Linked DNA regions of Gossypium hirsutum: region 2 is linked to region 1. A link is a contact called in public Hi-C data. All regions are on one chromosome and are shown on one strand. Each heading gives the region's core, a stretch centred on a gene start, on an enhancer-like site or on the middle of the called end of the contact. The rest is flanking DNA. Distances are from core to core; before and after follow the strand shown.

Region 1 (3,073 bases), core at 567-3,066:
GCGCAACAAGATTAAACTCCATCTCTTTTAATATCTTATTAAACCCCCACACCTTTGGAAATTCCATACAAGAAGCCTTACCATTAAGAGAAAATGGAGAAGGGAGACAGAATTGCATACCCGCATCATCCAAAGTCCTCCATTGAATGTGCCTGCTCACCTCCCATGACAATGGGTTCGAGCCTCCATCATCAGAATATGGTTCAATGCCTGAGATCATTACATCCACAGCAACACACAGAGGCACCACCTTCCTCCGTACTTGAGCTCCCGACTCCATTGGTTTTGTTGCACGAATACGCTCATTGGATGACGATGCTGCGTTACAGCTTAACCCAGAATGTATTGCTGTCCCCAACGGGTCCAAGTTTTCATCAAATCCAATAACCCGATTATTACCCTTGTCTAAAGTAGTATCCAAGAGAACCGACCGATACCTATCCAATTCATTTTCCTGGGTGCCAACTGGACCCCATCTTAGACCCATCATCAACCCAGGTCAAACCCCGCCCACCAAATTAGCCGCATCACTGGCAGCCACATTCATTAAAGCCTTGACCGAAACCTTGGCCCATTTGGCCATTGCTTTTTCTTTCCCTTTTAACTTGCTAGTGGGTTCCTTATGTTGACCATTATTCCTAGCGCCAAAAGTAGAACCAGAATTCAACGGAATGGATGGATTTTGATCTATCGAATCATCCGTACGATTCTCCATTAATTCATGGCTGTCCAATAAAACAATAAATCTTAAGCCACCAAAACGCTCTGACTCCACTCTCCGATCTGTCTGACGTCGGAACTTCTTCTTTATCGCTAGGTTCAAAAGCATTAACGTTTTCTTCCCGCGATGGGCACAAGTCTTGGATGTGTCCATACCTCCCGCATCCAAAACAAACACTGGGAAGGGCTTTCATACTTTACATGTTGCAAGACAACATCAACTCGAATCTTCAATAGTGGTTTCCCAAGATCCAGCATGCGAGCAAATTTTCGAGGAAAATTTTGGATTTTGGTTTCCAAAAGGCATACACCTTACTCAATAAAGCATTAAACCTACTCTTCTTCCTATCAACTTAATGATCAGGGTGAGGCACATAATTTTTTCAATCAACGAATGCACCCTCTCCTAAAAGCATTTAGACGGAATACCATCTATGACCGCCGTTATTACATCACCATCTCGTCGTCTTCCTAGGCCTCCTTCCTGGTGCTACCATCACCAAGAAGCATATCCTTAAACGTGACCCGATTCTCCTCCCCCAGATCCCCCGTATCAGCACTAACTCCCACATTGGACAATCCTTGAGAACTCATCTTTAAAGGTCAAGCTTTACGGTGAAAGTATTGCTATAAATGATTGTAGACTAATTGGCCTTTGGTCGTCAATCACATATCAGACGGCTGAAAAGGGAAAGAAAAAGTTTTTTATTCAACCGTCAGAAAGACATGGGTTTGGAATTTTATATTATTCATTAATCTTATGTTTATAACTATGTTATTGATGAATAAATAATACATACTTCCCACTCTATTATCCTATCTCTTGTCTCTTTTACTTACTTGAAAGGGAAATTTTATAGTATATATTATATTTGGCTTGGAATCTATGGGACAAAGGTAGCTCTAAGAAGACTGCTGTGAGAAAAAACACAAAAAGAATCTTAACAACAAATTTATGCTATTCAAAATATCCTTCATCCTCAGACTGGACTTTAGCTACAGAAACATGTTTTAAGACTATGTTCTGAAGTTTCACCTGTCTACAAGCAGGTCCACTTGTCGAAATTATATAGTTGTCTTTAAGAGATACATTCTCGTACCACCATGAAAAACATTTAAAAAAAACTAAACATAAATACGTATGTCGGACATATACTTCGATTCTTGGGGAAATTTTATCACATACGGAAGACTGCTTTGCAGATGGATCTAAGAACATTGTATTTTCCATTAAACTAACCATATCTAACATCTTTTAAGTGTTGTTTACAATATATTAAAAAGCATCAAAGATGCGGAGCAGCAGTAACGGTTGCTGGTATACTGTATGAGGCTTGACGCCATGTTTGTATAGCTTCAACTTTTCTAATATTGCTACTGCTGCTGCTGCAGCATTAGCTTGGTGTGCCTTTTGCAGAATGATTTTAACCTCCCTAATGCTTCTTTCAGAGACTGTGGATCTGCAGCAAAAGTGATTCGGAGCCAATTTTTTAACCCCACTGCAGTACCTGCATCAGAAATTTGCTTCTCAGTGGATAGAAGGGGCCATAGATGCCTTGATTCGATCCCTAAACCTACTTGGTGCTACTTCTTAAGAGTGATTGCTTAGTCTACTAGGATAAGACGGTATTCGACTTTGCTTGTCATTGTTCCCTAATCTAACAAGAGGAATCATGCTTATGATAACATATAATGTTCATAAATGTTTGACTTGATTTGTTAGTTACCAGGAAGAATAATAACGGATTCTTCTTTGGCTAGCCTGAAACAGAAGTCGATGTCGTCGCTGATGTCTTCCAGACTGGAAATATTTAGTTTAATCTGTGAAATACATGAACAAAATTAACTGGAACATGTTTATGAATCCATCCGAGTTTCAAACAGACATTGCGAATTATATTGGTCCATTACCATGACAGCCATTGACCCCTGAGGCTTTTGGGGACAAGTAAGGCAAGGGATTTCCTTTATCATATCCCAACAAATATCCGATGTCTGCTTCAGCGTGTTGATAGTTTTCTTGAAGAAAACGTTGTCAGTTTGCTCTATTATATGGGGAACTGCTGCCTATGACACCCACCGGAAAGCCATGAAAACAATTGACTCAATACCTTTGGTAATGGCATAAAGACTTGAATCAGAAATGGAAACTTTCAAATCCAAGTCTTTTTCAAGGACCAGTTGGTACCTATACTTATGAACAACAATAGGATGCTCACATTTCATTAGTTAGTAACAAGCCAGTACCATAAATAGATACCTGGATAAAAGTTGCAGGTCCTCCTAAAATATCAAAATACTTCTTGATACGCTCGATAATCTGATAAAAACGAAAATACATGAAAATATAAGC
Region 2 (2,863 bases), core at 36-2,535, 150 kb after region 1:
TAAGTTAAATTTCACATACAATTTATATTAATTTCTTAAAAAATATTTAATTTATATTCCATATATATTTATATTAAGAATGAGTTACCATATGTTTTAAAGTTATCATATTAGAAGTCCTATGGAGTCTGTAGAGCAAGAGGGAATCGGCGATAGACGGAGCGGTATGCGACAAACATAAGAAGGAGCGATCAACGTTCAAGATCAAGATACATATGTTGTGATGGAAACTAATTCGACAGCAAACAACCTAGGTCATGGAAAGATCGACTCATGGGTACAGACCCGCAAATCAAAGATAAAACAGGAACAATAATTAGAGATGAAGATGATGACGACTTAGAACTGCTAGAAGAAGATATTATGAGTTCCTCAGTAAATGGCATACCGGAAATAGATTTCTCCAATCGAGTTAATCAGTTACTCATAAAAGATATGAAGCTTGCGATAGTAATTAAGCTATTGGGAAAAAACATTGGTTACGCAACACTACAAAATAAGATACACTCCTTGTGGAAACTGATTCTACCATTCCGATTAATGGACATCGAAAACGGTTATTATTTGACTACATTTCAGAACGTCGAAGACTTTGAAAGAGTTTTAAGTCAAGGGCCTTGGATAGTTTATAGGGAATATCTAACCGTTTATCTCTGGAGTATCGAATTTAATCTCTCACAGCCATACCTAAATATGGTCATGGCCTGGATACGATTACCAGGACTGCCTGGGCATATGTACAAAAAGAAAATACTCTAGGAGTTAGGGGGAATGGTGGGAAGGGTCGCAATTTCAACACTGATAATGGAGTTCGGGGAAGATTCGCAAGAATGGCGGTCTACGTTAATATTGGAAAAGGCCCTTTCGTCGCAAGTTTTTAATCAATGGAGTTCCACAAAGAATTGAGTATGAGGGTCTTCCCACGGTCTGTTTTTCCTGCGGTCACTATGGACATACACAAGATTTGTGTCCAAAATCAGTGACTACTCAAAAACCATCAAAAGAAAATTTCTTGGATAAAGAACCAGTTTCGGAAAATAGATCTGAGTTAAGTGAAAACAATTCTACAAACAGCTCTGGTGATTACGACCCTTGGATGCTTGTAAAAAAACATAACCAGCCATGGTCAAAAGAACATCAGAACAAAAATGGTGTAGCCAAAGAGAAGAAATAAGAAAGTATTTGGTTTCAACCCTTAGAAACCCTAAATGAAGAAATGGGCTTAGAAGAGAATAGGCCGATATAGATAACAGTTAAACCCAAACAGAGGCTGGGAATGTGGCATGCCCAATAGAGGCAAAAAATGGACCCTCACCCACGGGCCAACTCCAACAAAGACTTGATAAGCAGTCTCCAGCTAGTCCAAGATCCAATAAGCAAACTCAGCCCAAAATGTTTGGGCCTAATGCTTCTCTTAAAAGAGACCGAAGTGATTCTAATTCAAGAAAGAACGATCTACCAGGCGCAATGCAGACCAAATCAGGATAAAAAAAATAGAAACAGAATAAAAAAATATTAATTTGAAAGAAACACAGTTAGAGACACAACAATCAAAGGGAGAATTGGAAATAGAAGCTGCAGGAGATAAAGGAAATACTGCAAAGAATGAAAATCAGATCTTGAGAGAAATTCAATATTCACAGCTACCAACAAAACTAGGATTTCAACCTAACCTTCACTTCAACATCGAAAGCATAAAAGAAGTCGCGATAACTCCTACAGTTGGAATCCTAGATTCAACCAAACAATCAATAGTGGCGTTCAAAGATCCAAATCATCATATGGGAAATCAGCAAGAATGACTACCATCCAAAAATAATATGGGGCAAAAAAAGAATTCACCCGTAGTAAGCACTAGTGGGGGGAAAACAAATGGCAACACAAAAGGGCAAAAACTCAATAAAATAATTCAGGATAAATGAAGCCCTTTTAAAGTCTCGTCCCCCAAAATTCTCCTGGCAGAGTCAATGGCTAATACGGTGGATTTGTTACAAGAGCAAGTCAAGCAAAGCATCTTCATCAAAACAAATGAAGAAGGACATGGGAACGCAGAAAGTAGAAATGATGCACGATGTCAACACTAGATTGGGTAAATTCCTTCTAAACCTTTATGATGAATAACAAAATTAGTTTATCAATTTTTGTCTGGAATTGTCAAGGATCCGCAAGTCCCAAATTCCTACGCATCTTTAGAGAATATAATATGGAATTTAGACCTGATATTGTAGGGCTTTTAGAGCCAAAGGTAAATGGTAGCAAATAAGATAAAATAATTGTTAAACTTAGATTTCATCACTGGCACCGCGTAGAAGCAATAGGGTTTTTAGGGGGAATTTGGATAGGGTGGAATGAGACAATTCACCAAGAAATAATTCAAAATCATCCCCAATTTATTCTTGTTAAAATTCATAATGTGGGAACAACACAACCTATCCTACTGGCTATCGTATATGGAATCCCCAATTCCACTAAAAGAAAGAATTTATGGGAAGCTTTAAAAATAACTATACCATCGGATCACTCCCCTTGGATGGCAATAGGTGATTTTGATACAATTCTTTCTGTTGAAGATAAAAAATGTGGTAATATCATAGGGAAGAGGTGCCCATTCTTTGGAGACTTCATGGAATCTAAAAATCTTCAAGACTTAGGATTTCAAGGACCCTCATTCACTTGGAAACGAGGAGGTGTCTTTGAAAGACTAGATTGAGCAATAGGAAATGCAACTTGGTGCCAATCATTTCCTCAATGCTTAATAACACACCTAACTCGAATAAAGTCCAATCATAGGCCATTGTTAGTAAACATTAATCTGGATCTTAAACTCCCTAGGGGATAACCTTTCAAGTTTCTCACGGGATGG

Evidence for each region. A called contact is a pair of places that touch in the nucleus more often than the background predicts.
Region 2: a contact with region 1 is called in a Hi-C map of leaf, with 1.6 times the contacts expected there. The contact joins the enhancer-like site here to the promoter of LOC107895255 in region 1. A contact is called at or near these places in 3 of 34 Hi-C or Micro-C datasets (hypocotyl and leaf).

The regions. Positions count from the first base shown.
Region 1 is chrA13:97,229,199-97,232,271 of Gossypium_hirsutum_v2.1, forward strand. LOC107895255 reads right to left here and starts at 1,817. Exons shown (of 2, transcript XM_016820539.2): 1 at 121-1,817. The coding sequence starts at 490. LOC107895254 (probable aminotransferase TAT2) reads right to left here. Exons shown (of 7, transcript XM_016820538.2): 4 at 2,981-3,040; 5 at 2,632-2,787; 6 at 2,448-2,541; 7 at 1,861-2,228. The coding sequence ends at 2,095.
Region 2 is chrA13:97,375,161-97,378,023 of Gossypium_hirsutum_v2.1, forward strand. No RefSeq gene overlaps it. Among protein-coding and RNA genes, the nearest start is that of LOC107895245, 12 kb to the right of the region's middle. Within about 2 kb of position 1,286, at least 8 of the 9 cell types and tissues checked have an H3K27ac peak or open chromatin away from gene starts, as enhancers often do. A contact at or near this core is called in leaf, where this site is marked.